Linked DNA regions of Drosophila melanogaster: all the other regions are linked to region 2. Evidence: chromatin contacts called from public Hi-C and HiChIP or PLAC-seq data. All regions are on one chromosome and are shown on one strand. Each heading gives the region's core, a stretch centred on a gene start, on an enhancer-like site or on the middle of the called end of the contact. The rest is flanking DNA. Distances are from core to core; before and after follow the strand shown.

Region 1 (4,388 bases), core at 1,403-3,902, 340 kb before region 2:
GCCCCCCGCGGTCGCCCGCACCCCGTCATTCAGAGCACGTAGGAAGGGAAACCTTTTCGTCCTTTCGTGGCCCGCAACCACACGCGCAAACTGAGTCCAGGGATCGGGATACAAATGGCTGTCCTGGGCAACTTGACTTGGCTTGTCTGTCAGGCAGCAAAACAAATGGAGGAGCCCCAAAGCCGCAGAGAAACTATTTATATGCTGCCCCAGGCTTGCCCAGGAATCGGAAGAAATGGGCGCGAGTGCGACTGTGCCACCAGTTCGAATAGATGGATGGATAGTTGGATCCTTAAAGGTGGTCCGTCGCCTTTATTGGCAGCATATTCGAGCGCATTGTCTGCAGCTGCGGTGCGTCTTCGTCTAGATTAATCGACTTGCGGACATTGAATTTGTGCAGCGCCAGCAAAAGGAATCTCAGTCTGAACTGCTGGCATATTTCCACGTGCCTGTCCTGTCGCGTTCCAAAGTTTCTCTTGCCTAATTGGCACAAACTTTCGCTAGGGAATTACACATAGAAAATAAGCGTAAGACATGAGGATCTGGCAAAAGGACAACCAATAAAATATTTAATAAACCGCAACGTAGGCGATTCGTGTAAAACCAATGCATCGCTATATTTAAATTATCTTAGATATATAATTAATTGGTTGTGCTTATATATCTTCCTAAAATTTGATTAATAGATTTCCACATATTTTTTTGCTGCTTTTTTTGCGTCATATTGAATTGTAAATTCTTATTATTGAAGTACATATATTTGTAATTCATAACTAATCTCACTGACTTTTATAATTCCCTTTTTAGGTTTATATTCAGTAATTTTATTTCATATATGACAAACCCATTTTTTTCTGTCATTTTCCTAATTATCAATATCAATAAAAATATTTAAATTTCTATTAAACAAAATATTGTCAGTTGCAGTTTTAATACAAATATTAAAATTTATTACTGTATCGTCTTCTGAACTTCTGTTTTATACTGAGACTATTGCCTTAAGTTATGTTATCTGCGGCACATCCTCCAGGAAGATGCCACAAAAAACAAATCAATAAAAATACGTTTTTATCATAGGTGTGGTAGCCGAAGCATAGGTTTCCATTGGCACATCGACCATTTCGATGAGTGTAGCCAACACCCACACACGCACTTCGCACCAGCGCTATCTCAGCTGGGAAACGCACGGATGGGCAAACAGAATGCGCCCCCGACCCCAACCTAGACGACTCCATTACCTCCTGGTCCTGCCGAGCTGGTCCTCCCCTGCCTGCCGTGAGTTATGTTGTTGCTTGTGCTGCTAAATGCTAACGATGACGAGACCAGGGAAATGGGGATGAGGTTGGGAGCCGGAGAGTGGGAATTGGCGGAGCACGGAACGGGGAACGGGAATGCGTCACAGGACGATGATGATAATGGCCTCGTTGCCATTACTTTGTTTAGCTGCCTGCTGGCGCAGCTCCTTCTGGGCCATGTGGCTGTTGTTGTTGTTTCTAGCTTGTTGGCTTAATTGATTTAGTTGAAGCTGCACAGAGTTTAATAGTTGCTCATCATTTATGTGGCGCCCAACAGCCACGCGGAGCTCTTCGCTCCGTTCGCTTTATTTGGCGAGTCGTTTAATTTTCTCCGCCACTGTGCTACACATTTCGACGCGTTGATAGGTTGCGCGTGGAAACCGGTTGGGAAGCATCCACCATTCCACCACAGCCGTCCCATGCAATCGAGCCAAGCTATTGAGTCAACGCCAACTTAGAAAAACTCAGAGCAACCACTGGTCAACAATAGTCAACCTCCTTGCGAAGCTCGGATTGCCAACTGACGCCTCAGAGCCATGAATGGCGTTTTATCTTATCCGCGGCAAAGCAGCTCGTCGCCGGCAGTTGCTGCATTTAAAAAACCATTTTAATTATTTATTAGCAGATTAAGCAAGTAAGAAATTTCAAGAATCTTAACTGGATGCTGGAGACAGTGGGAGAGTCGGTTATTTTATTACCCCTTTTTCACTGTCATCCCTTCTACCTTATAGTAAAATTGCAAATACCCTCTGTAAATGTATATTTGTGGAGTAATGTTGTCAATACAATACAATTAAAAAATAGGCTTATGATTTCTTTTAAATGAAATTTAAATTTTATGGTAATCGTTTAGCTGTGATTTTTAAATATTTTCATAATATATATCCAACATTGTATGGCGTAATAGTACTTATTTGAGTCTCCAAGGGTAGGAAGCCTTTGAATAATAAATTAATTATAGAGATTTATTAAAATTAATATTATAAATTATTCAACTGACCTCGTAAATCTGATAGACAAGAATGTATTGCCAACTCCATATATGGGTTCATGTAGGGCAGCCAACGTTCCGAAGACTGGCTCGTGTCAATCAAAAGGCCAAGTTCAGGTGTAATGGCAACTGCGTCTTTTGATCGGGTGGTCAAGCCTTATGGTGCACATTACACACATTAACAAGATCATTGTCTCTCGTAACTGTTGTTGCTGCAATTAGCGTTGGTAGCACTTGATTTATGCAGGTGCCATGCAAAGTGGCAGCAGCTTCCAAGTATAGACAGTGCCCCTGCTCACAATTAATCAGCAGTCGCAACCAGCGATCTCCGTATGACCGTATAAAAGCTGGCCTAGGGCATTGCCAACCGAGTCAGTCCCGCCGTGGAAGCTGTCGAGAACGGACTCGAAGGGATCGGAAACTAGCTCTCCAAAATGCGTGCCACAGTGGTGAGTGGAGCGACGAGCACACATTATGTCGAAGACGTCTAATTTTTCATTCCCCTAACCAGTTTTTTCTCGGCCTCTTGGCTATCAGTTACTGGGAGGAGTCCCATGGTCATGTTGTGCCCGTGGGTCTTCCTGCAGTCGGAACCTATCTGCTGTCTCCACCCGTTGTCTTGCTAGTCCAGCCACCTCCTCCTCCGCCGGAAGACGATGGCTCCTACAAGCCGCCTTCGCCCCCCGAAGATGGCTCGTGGCAGCCACAGCCTGGTCTGGAGGGAGAGTACTCGGACCCGGAACTAAGCCAGAGTGGCAGTGGAAGCATTACAGCCAGTGACGCAGGAGCTGCTGCCCTGAGTTTGGTTGCCTCACAATCTGTAGACGCCCAAGATGCCCCTGCTCCGGCGGAGGCCGGTGGAGCAGGAGGTGCCGGACAAGCGGGACAGGCTGGAGCACTTCTAGGCGGAGCGGGAGGAGCAGGTGGAGCTGGTGGTGGAGGCAGCGCTGGAGGCGGTGGCGGCGGAGGAGGCGGCGGCGGTGGCGGAACGGCCACATCCGGCCAGAGCGGAGACAGTGGCCAGCCCGGAGCGCCGAGTCCAGCGGGTCCTCAGCCCGATGGCGAAGATGGCGCTGATGGAGCCGATGGGCCAGACGGTCCGGATGGCTCCAAGGGTGGAAAAGGCGGCAAGGGTGGAAAGGGAGCACGCAATGGAGCCGGAGGCGGTGGTGGAGCTGGAGGAGCTGCTCCCCAGCCGGCGCCGGCAGCGATTCCTGTTCAGGCGGCTGTCCTGATTCCCGCACCCGTTTGGGCTGATCCAGAGCCAAATGCGATGTAAGTAAAAATGGAGCTGTGAAATTATTACATCACCAAGACTATCATTTTCTCACATTACTTGCAGTCACGTTGTGTAAACGCCCGGTGACCTTTGTGCCATTTGCCTTAACCCCCTTTGATGGTCATTTAAGTTAGTCCTAAAGCTAGTCAATGTTTTTGGAGCTCACATTTACCCTAAGCTAAGGCAAGCGAATATTAAAATTCGATCACACAGTAATTGCTTTTGTGGTTTTTATTCCATCACACATTGTGAACAAAGGTCAAATGGTGGTCGGTCACATAGGCGACCTTTTAATGTATAAGTTGACCTAATGGAATTGGGTTAGTCACTCTATTTTCGAAGTGTTCTATATTTGAACTGAATTAATACTGAAACAACACCAGCATCTGTCAATTAGAATCGGATGTGTACAAAAGCTCTGACAGTAGCTTTTGAATGTCGGGTTGAGTAATGCATAAATTATGCCCAAAAGTAGGCAATGTACTTTACATATGCTTTTCCCTAGCCGATTTTCCAGGGGAAAATGCTAATTGCATGCCAATCAGTTGATGTTAATTTCAAAAGGGGCGCTCCAAGACATGTTTCAGCCAACACTAAAATAGAGCATATAATACATTGTATCACGGTGCGGCTTTCAATTGAATATTCATGTGGGAAAATGTCAAACCCTAAGGGAAACTATGCTAACCTTTCGAACTCCTTTAACAATTTCTGCTCAGCTGCATTCACTGTTTTTCTATTCAATGTCAGTTTCGTGCAAACTTGCCTCAGCTTTGTCGGTGCAAAAGTGCTTCTTATTGCTTCGATTTTCATGCTTTCGTGT
Region 2 (4,490 bases), core at 1,391-3,890:
CTTTTGCCAAATGACAACAAAAGCTTCATTCTTTTTTGTCCTTTCTGTGGTTACAATGGGATAACAGGGATTAGTACTCAGAATGAAAAAATACCTGAACAAGATTAGATGGTAATGTTGTAATTGAGTTACTGTTAAGTATTATCTAGAATAATAATTGTCACTCAATAATCTAATTAACAATAAAAGTAATACAAATTTAAATTGAATTTTAGGTGTAAAAATATCAATAAAACTTTTTACATTTTTTAATTATGAATAAATAGTTTTTTTCGCAGTTTTACAGATACAGTGCTTTTTGTGTTTGAACAATTCATGGAGACGAGTGCTGGCAACTCCCAGCAGTGATTACCACGGACTAGGCACCGCAGCACAACATGTGCTTACATTTTAGTTGCCGAAGTCGTTGCCCGCAAGGACAACAAAGGAAAATAACTAAGCACCCTCACCCACACCACCACCGCCAAACACACACAAGCACCCACAATCCCCGCACATACAGGCAAACATACAAATTTAGTCAATGGGGCCACCACTGGACATTTATTCACGATGAGTTCGCACAGTGAGTCCGACTAATCCAAAGACAACGATGTGAATGAGCCTGATGAAGATGAGGAGTTCTCAACATTTGGGGAGCTGAAGAGTGGCGAGGCGAGATGAGGTAAATGGGAGCAAGGACGACCAATTGGCTTTGCTTAATGTTGGCGTGCAAATCTCTGGCATTTTGGTAAAGCTGGCTGGCCATAAGGAAGGCACGGAAAAAAACCTAACCACCTTGTATTCCTCTTCTGGGAAATAAATACACAACATTACTTGTTAAAGCAACGAAATACATATCTGTACAAATTGCAAAAACTCAAAATTAAGCTTTAAATAATAATAATAATTTTTAAAATTTAATTTAATTTAACTAAAAATTGACTATAGTTATAGAATAGATAGATGTAGATATAGATATAGAAAGTTTTTAAAAAGTCTCCCAAAAATTGCTCACTATTTTTTTAATCCTTGGTTTACTACTTTGGCGATATGAAACGAATGCGATTTCTCTCAGTGCTGCATAGGCAACAACAAACGATAAATATAAACTTAACCGGCAATTACTTACCACATAATTAGTAATCGTATATGGGACATAAGTAATGGAGCCAACGAGCAGGCTGCGGCGCTGCAGATTGAGCAGCTTGTTGGGATAAAGTTCGACCCGGTTGGCAAAAGTTTCGTTCGGCAAGAATGCGTCCAGGAGCAGGGCATCCAAATTACCAACGGCACCGACAAACTTTTGTGTCCACAGCTCGAAATTGATGTCGCGGTAGGGAGAAGTGGTTTTGTTTCCTGCTCCTCCTTCGCCATCGTCCTTGTTTTTCGTGCTTACCGATGCGCCTCCTCCGCGCCTGGGGTCTGGATGGGGTCCTGTTGGTCCTGTTGGGGCCGTTTCCGTTCCAGGTCGGACCATCAGATGGTGAGGGTAGACTAAAGCACATTACAACGATTTCCCGATGTCGGACAAGCAGAGAAAACAATCGGGCAGGGGATATAAAAACGAACACGGACTTCTTTTAGAAATTGAGAGATATCGAATAAGGTTTACCTAGTATTAAGGTATTATTTATAAGATCACTTTAAAAGGTATCTGATAGCGAAATTCTATAAATTGTTATAAGTATTTGTGTCTGAAGAACACATTTATAACTGATTGTCCTCCTTCTCGATTAGTTTAGAGTCAAAAGTGTCAACAGCCAGACAGAAAACAATGAACAAATCAGCGGTCCATGTCCAAATGGCCCAAGTTTACAATCGAACACGGCACTGTGGAGTGTTGAAATTATTGGCAAGTGCTAAAGTTTGATCAACTGGCCACGAATGTCCTGCGGCTGTTTCGCCACCATGTTTACGCCAGGCTCGCCGCGTGTTGTGGGCCCAAAGGAAACTTTTCCAGTTTGACTTGTTTTGCCACGCCCCCAGGGAGGTGGCGGAAAGCCACCGCTTTAGCTAATAAATTGATGCTGACGGGGGGATAGTTTGAACCGCGTAGAACATGACAGGAACACTCAATTGAAACGGCTTATTCATAGTCTCTTTATGAGCATCTATAAACCGTACTCACACTGCAGTATATCCATGCAGAGCAATTCCGCAGGGCTTTCGTCCTCGCACAGGAACAAATACCGCTTATCCTTTAGTCGCACATTTGCATTGCGAGTGGCGTAGTATCGGGCGTGAATAAAGTGGTGCGTTTGCGATAAGATCGTAATGAATCCCTAAATATGAAAGTCATGATGTCAACAAGTAGCGTTAGAATCAAAAACTTACCTCTGTGACGCTGCTATTCAAAGCACCCATAACTTGATCCTCCAGATCGTTTAAGTCCTTTAAGAATGCTACATTAATCCATTGCAGCCTAATTGGCTTACTCAATTCCCGAAGAACTAATTCCAAAGCACTTAAATACTCCAACTGAAGAGGAGTTGTCGAGGCCGAGTTATTGTAGACAATCAAAATCGATGGAAATTCAGCAAAGTATTGACCGACTAGAATGGAATTGGCTTAAGTTGGCTGGGAAGTGTAAGGCGGTGTTGCCTTACCTATAATCCGAAGCAATTGGCTTAAATGCATCACCAGCGGTTGCAACAACATCACGACTGCCTTTTGATTCCATTTTCCAAGATTTCATGCTTTTATACGACTGGCTTTTAATGACCGATTCGATTGACCCGTAAATTGATTTTAACTCGAACTGTAATTGAAAACCTCCGATAGGTCCTATCATCGCAAACTGGAAACGGGCAGTATTTGCTTAGTCATTAGCCTAATGAAACGCACACACCACATTACGATATTTGCATAATTCAGTAAACAAACAAGAACTTGACAATGGCTGCCTCGGGTAAGTCAAGCGGAAAGCCTAAGTTTAGTAAAACTTAAATATACGTATATGATAAAGCATCTATCGGCTGGAAATCAATTGTGGACACTGGGCCAAAGCATAATGGTATTAGAGTAAGCTGGGTAATAGAATAAAATTCCAAAGTTCAAAGTGCATTGAGTAGGCACTTTGGGGCATATATTTTTATTCAAATTTCAATCATATGAAAAAAAAACAAACCTTAGTTTGCCATGAAAAGACGATGCACTAAGTGCACTTGGTAGCCGTTCTGTTTTCCATTTCTCGCAGTGATCTGGGTTAACCCCTGGCTGTGGGCCAATTAGCACTCCCACAAATTAGCGACAACAATGCGGCCAAACGACTGACTTTCATTATGAAAGCGAACAAAGCCCGAAACGAAGCTAAAGGTCCACAGATCCACAGTCGACAGAAACTGAGCCGGGACCAGGCCAAGTGTCAATTGAAACAATTCAATTGGTCTGCCAGCAAATTCTGTTGGTCGTGAGGGGTTAAGGGGGCCTGGAGACACAGGACGACAGGACGAGTCGCCGCCATTGCCGATGTGGTAACACAAATGGACAGTCGAGACAGGCAGTGTGGCACTGTGGCAGTGAATGTGCGAGTGTTGCGAGTGCTTAACCATTGGGTTATTTGAAATTGAAAGACAGATTAAGGGATTTGCTCCTGGCGAGCCAAAGGAGAGCCCGATGGAGACTCCGCCGTGCCATTGAACCAAGGACGCAGAGCCAGGGGAATCAGGCTGCTTCTGGTCCGGCTACTGGTCATTTGAGTGCACAGCAGGCGGCGATTTTATTGCCTCGACAACCTGCTGGGATCCCCCCGAAAATCGTAAAAAAGAAATCATAGCATCCCTACCCAGAGATCCACACACATGGCACGGCACTGAAGGGCAATTAAACACTCAAGCGGTATGTTACCCCAGACCGAGTTACTCGAAAGTCAATGGCATTAAAAATCCATGAACCGATATTTATCTTCTCAAACGCTTTGCGGGGTGGCAATAAAGCGAATGAGGCGACGGGTTGATAAAGTGATTAAAGTTTTACTTCGAAAGTCACGTTATGAAATTAGCGTTGGATTTCGGGGTTCATAAAACCACACGAAAAGTTTAAGCAATTTGGTACCCAAGATTATCGTTGTTTGATGCATTTGTGAATAATTGGTACATGTAATGAAACCATGGATATTTTTATGAAATAGTTTACAACGGTTGGCTAATTTCAATAAAGTAGAAACTAACTTTTTTGTATTTGCCCTTGCTAAATGTAATGATTTGGTGATTTGTTACATTCAATTGCGCAAGCAAACCCTCAAGTAGCACTAAAAACTTCACCGAATTCGCAGCTCCTTGAAGTATGCAACACTAATCAAGACGCAAATGCAGATTTGTGCGATTACGTGTTTGTCTGTGTGCGTGCGTGTCTGTCCACAGAAATGGAATTTACACGCCTCTCACACGCAAGCAAACGCAGCCATTGCCAATGGTATCACTTGGCGAAGAGGGACGGGGGCCGGGACCGCAGGCGGGCTTGCTGACCAGCAAACCGACCGCAATGTGGCCCACAAGCTGCAGGAGTGG
Region 3 (4,375 bases), core at 1,700-4,199, 330 kb after region 2:
GCTGTTGCGCCTGCTGCTGCTGCATTGCGGCGACGTTTGGCGCCACTTGTTGCAACTGCTGCTGGAGGTTTGGATTGGGCACGCCACCGGGACCAACACCCACGCCAACACCTACGCCCAGTGGCATTCGCTGTTGCTGCATCATGTTCATCTGCATTTGATTCTGTTGCATGGGCATGCCGCCGGGACCGGGACCAGGTCCGCCGCCAGGACCTCCACCACCCATCTGCATATTGAGTTGGAACTGGTTGTAGTGTTGCTGCTGCGAGTTATCCTGTTGCATCTGTTGCTGCTGTTGTTGTTGTTGCTGTTGCTGCTGCAGCTCCATGGGCGACTTGCCTTGCTGCTGCATCATTTGCTGCTGTTGCTGCTGCTGTTGCATGTTGCCGTGCTGCTTTTGCTGTATGACTTTGCGCAGACGTTCCACAAACATTGCCTGATTATTGGGAATGAAGCCCAGAAAAGCGTTGCGATCGGGCGTGTAGAGTAGGATGAGAACCTTAAGGTCACAGGCTGGTGAGTTGGGGATGGAGGAGAAGTGGACGCAGCCAGCATAGCCGGAGGTCATCATCTTGGCCAGCGAATCGAGTGCCTCTCCTGGAGTGGGTCGAAAAACAACCATTTTCGAGTCCTTGAGAAACTGCCCACCAATATTGCCAACTAGGTGCTTGGGCATTAGCTGCATCAACAGCTTGGGCGGCCAGTTCTCAGCCTTGATCTCGGGCTCGCCATCTTTGATGTTGGTGCACACGGTACACTGGAGTGTATGGGGAATCTTCTGTTGATCGGACTTTGGCTTCTCTGACCACTCCAGCACTCCGGTCCATATCTTTTCCCTCAAGGAGGCCTGCTCCTGCTGCGAATTTCCCTGCTGTTGCTGCTGCGGATTGCCCTGCTGCTGCGGATTCGACTGTTGTCCTACTTGTTGTTGCTGCTGCTGCGGATTAGACATGTTGCCGGCATTGCTAGCCGGCATCATATTGTTTCCTGCATTGGGATTTACCTGCTGCTGTTGCTGTCCTTGCTGCTGCTGTTGCTGTTGCTGGGCCAGTTGCTGTTGCTGCTGCAACTGCTGGTGATTTAGCATCTGCTGCTGGCTCAGCATCTGCATCCTTTGTTGCTGCTGCTGTTGGGCCTGTTGTTGCTGCTGCTGCTGCTGCTGCGCCTGCTGCTGTTGCTGCTGCTGCAGCGAGGTCACAGTTTGGTTCGGCGGCGGCGCATTAATGCGCGATATCAGAGCAGAATTTGGATTCTGTTGCATGCCGCCGCCTTGGCCCACACCGCCCACATTGCCTGCTCCCTGCATGAAGGGCGGACGCGCCTGACCAGGCTGGTTGGGATACATCCAGCGGTTTTGGCCGGGTCCCACGTTTTGCTGGAAGTTCTGATTCTGCATTTGATTGGAAACGAATTGATTCTGCTGCTGCTGCTGCAATAGTTGCTGCTGCTGCTGTGGATTGAGTAAGCCCGCTGGGGGATTTGGACCGGGCTGCTGTTGCTGCATCGTGTTCATGTTCATGACCTGCTGCTGAGGATTGCCTTGTTGTTGCTGTTGCTGCTGCTGTTGTTGTTGCTGTTGCTGCTGCTGGGCTGGAGTGGTGTCCATGGGCATGCCCTGCCCTTGTTGTTGCTGACCAGCTTGATTTTGTTGCTGTTGTTGTTGCTGCTGCACTGTAGCCTGTGCCGCATTGGGTGCAGCCATTTGGGCCGCCATGCTGTTGGGACTAGGTGCTCTCTCCTTGAGGCTGTATCCCTTTAGAAGCACTAGGTGTCTTATGTTCTTGGCATAGTTTTTGCTCGTAATGGGCTGATCTCCGTCGGCCTTCATGAAAAGTTTGAACAACACCGGCATCTTGCGTGGCGCAATAATGGAGAGATTGATTTTGCGCTCGTTGAAGAGCGCCGCCAGCTGCTCACATGATTTGCCCGGATACTTCCACGACTCCGTTGTGGGCATCTGGTACGGCGGACTGTTGCAGATGAGAATGCAGTGCCTCTGGACGCTGGTCTGATCGAGCAACTGGCGCCTTTCGCTGATGTCATCAAAACAGCCGTGGGCCGCAGCAAATCCTTCGGCCATGTGGGCACAGGACTCCATTCCGCCTCCCACTAGTGGCAATCTTTCGATCGTCTCCATCACTTTTTGGGGCTGCAGAAAGGGACCATAGGTTGAACAAACTGGCTCCAGCAGATTGGCCGCTGTACGGTAGACCACAATACCGTACAGAGTGGCAAAGCGCTCCGCAATCAGGTATTCCCGCTCGTCGATGGAGCCAGTGGTGAAGTGCTCCAAAGTCGGCAGGATGTAGTTGGTCTTTAGTTCGTTGATGTAGGCTCCGTTGATGGCGCTGCCCTCGATGACGAAGACCACGTCGGCCAGGGGAATCTGGTCCACCTCCATTGGACGATGGGAGTTGGCTTTAAGTTGAAAAACTTGTTGCAAAAAATGTAAACTATGTTGTCTGCTTTACACCGCTCTTTTACTTTTTTCGTTTGTTTTGCATATCGCTCTGCTGCTATCGATAGTCAACTTATGGTTATCGCTCAGCGATTGCTAGGGCTGCAAAATAAATGAATATTCAAAAGTGCCCATAAAGTTGGATTTAAGAATATGCAGATTGCCTTGAAAACTTGTTTCTATTGAATTCTTTTTCTATTTTCACAAATAAAAAAACGTTTGGTGTTTATCTAATTAACTTAAAATTGAATATTGCATACAAAAGATAACTATAAATAAGATATTACGATGTTTTATGTTAGGTATCATAATTATAGTTGTTTTATGTATGTATTTTCAATGGAACTATAAAGTTAATTCTTTAAATATTCGTTACCAATAGTTTATATCGATGGTTGCAAGTGCTGCCAGACTCTCGCAGCGAGTTTCCGTTCGGCAGTCTGGCAGCGCGGTCAGCTGTTCCTATTGCCCAACTTGCGCAGTTCGTTTTGTTCAGTTCATTCGCCGATTTTGAAGAATGCGGACGTTGACGCTGGTACCGCGTCGTTTTGCCAAAATAATTCGTAAAAAATATACGCAAAACGCTTAGAAAGTGTCAATTAACTAAACATTAGCTATTGAGCAGTGCAAGTGCAGGAAAAACGATCGCAGAAATAGCCGAAAACACATGAAAGTGCGAATTGCGGGCTTTTTTGTGGCTGGCACAGAATGTGTGGCACAAAGCGGAAAGCGCGCTAATTGAGCGTGCGAGCGCCTGAAACGCAGAGAAATGTAAATAAATAAACGTGTGACGCCGCGACAATTGTGAAAAGTGCACAAACACGACGTTTGGCAAGTGAAAAGTGAGTGAAATCTAGATAAATTTCATTAAATTGCCCATTTCGCATCTGGCAAGAAGAACAGCTGTTGTTTGGCATCTCGCTCTGTCTGGTTGTCCTCTCTCTTATTTTGCCCTCTCTCTGTTTTTGTTGCTCCCCTTTGCTTCTGTTTTTTTTTACTGCAATGTTGCTAAATCGTTTGATTCTATTATTATAATTATACTCCTTGCCCTGACGTCACTGCCTCGAAAAACCTGATAATTTGGGTAGGCAATTAGCATGGTTTAAGTATAGTTTAGAGTACAGAGAAGTGAATTAAACGGCCATGTGTGCACAGCATGCATGCTTTTTTGTTATTGTTGCCTGGCAACATGTTTCGCCACATCTGCCTTTTTTTTCTTGTCTCTCTGTTAGTCCAATTTGCCAATAAGCAACTTTTCCATTTGTTTACAATAATTGTGATCGCTACAGAAGCACCGATCGTGAAGTAAAAAGCGCCTACATAAATATAAGGCACCAGTTATGCTTGGGCGTCACTCCGACTGCCGATCGCCAGTTATTTTAGTTGGGTGTTTGTACATTTAAATACCCTACCTAAATGCAACTTACTCGCATGTAGTCAATATCATTCAAACCCTAATATGTTACGCATTTTCCAATCGGGTTTATCACATATAAACAATATCGAAGCCAGATAAAGCGACTTGTGATAATAATCACCCATACAACAAAGGCTGTTCATTCATTATATTTACCATATTATTGATAACTATTTTTATAACTGAACTACAATATGTTCTTATAAATAAAGAATCACTAGATAATTTAAATATTAAATGAAATAAGTACAAACTATTTTTTAACTATAATAAGTTATTATTTGAGTAATTGCACGTATTATCATGTACGGATGTAGGTTTTTTGCTTTAAATAATAAACGTATTTAAACGTATTTTTAATTGATTAAGGGTATACTAAATGCATTGCTTTCGGCTCCGCCATTCACTTTCCACTATTGCGTCATTATTGGTTGATTTATGTATTTTATCGTTACGCTATACATTTGCAGATCGCATTCGCGCGTGGAAATTTAATTTAA

The links. Hi-C and Micro-C count contacts between places; a contact is called where the count stands out from the background. HiChIP or PLAC-seq counts read pairs in DNA pulled down with a chosen protein or histone mark.
Region 1: a Hi-C map of the Kc167 cell line shows a contact between it and region 2, with 1.8 times the contacts expected there. The contact joins the promoter of CG4000 here to the promoter of Ir92a in region 2. A contact is called at or near these places in 6 of 107 Hi-C or Micro-C datasets (the Kc167 cell line, the PNm cell line, the S2 cell line and 2 more).
Region 3: an H3K27ac HiChIP or PLAC-seq map of the Kc167 cell line shows a contact between it and region 2, with 2.8 times the contacts expected there. The contact joins the promoter of Hs6st here to the promoter of Ir92a in region 2. A contact is called at or near these places in 2 of 107 Hi-C or Micro-C datasets (both in the S2 cell line) and 1 of 6 datasets of contacts at active chromatin or transcription factors (the Kc167 cell line).

What each region holds. Positions count from the first base shown.
Region 1 is chr3R:20,675,615-20,680,002 of dm6, reverse strand. It overlaps CG4000, which reads left to right and starts at 2,652. Exons shown (of 3, transcript NM_142649.4): 1 at 2,652-2,735; 2 at 2,798-3,561; 3 at 3,629-3,779. The coding sequence starts at 2,721. The coding sequence ends at 3,641. lncRNA:CR43452 (long non-coding RNA:CR43452) reads right to left here and starts at 1,820. Exons shown (of 1, transcript NR_048437.1): 1 at 924-1,820. It also overlaps asRNA:CR45024.
Region 2 is chr3R:20,337,123-20,341,612 of dm6, reverse strand. Ir92a (Ionotropic receptor 92a) reads right to left here and starts at 2,640. Exons shown (of 10, transcript NM_001104375.2): 1 at 2,589-2,640; 2 at 2,317-2,534; 3 at 2,111-2,264; 4 at 1,112-1,476. The coding sequence starts at 2,640.
Region 3 is chr3R:20,007,086-20,011,460 of dm6, reverse strand. It overlaps Hs6st (Heparan sulfate 6-O-sulfotransferase), which reads left to right and starts at 2,949. Exons shown (of 6, transcript NM_001275821.1): 1 at 2,949-3,300. It overlaps MED25 (Mediator complex subunit 25), which reads right to left and starts at 2,514. Exons shown (of 1, transcript NM_142597.4): 1 at 1-2,514. The coding sequence starts at 2,401.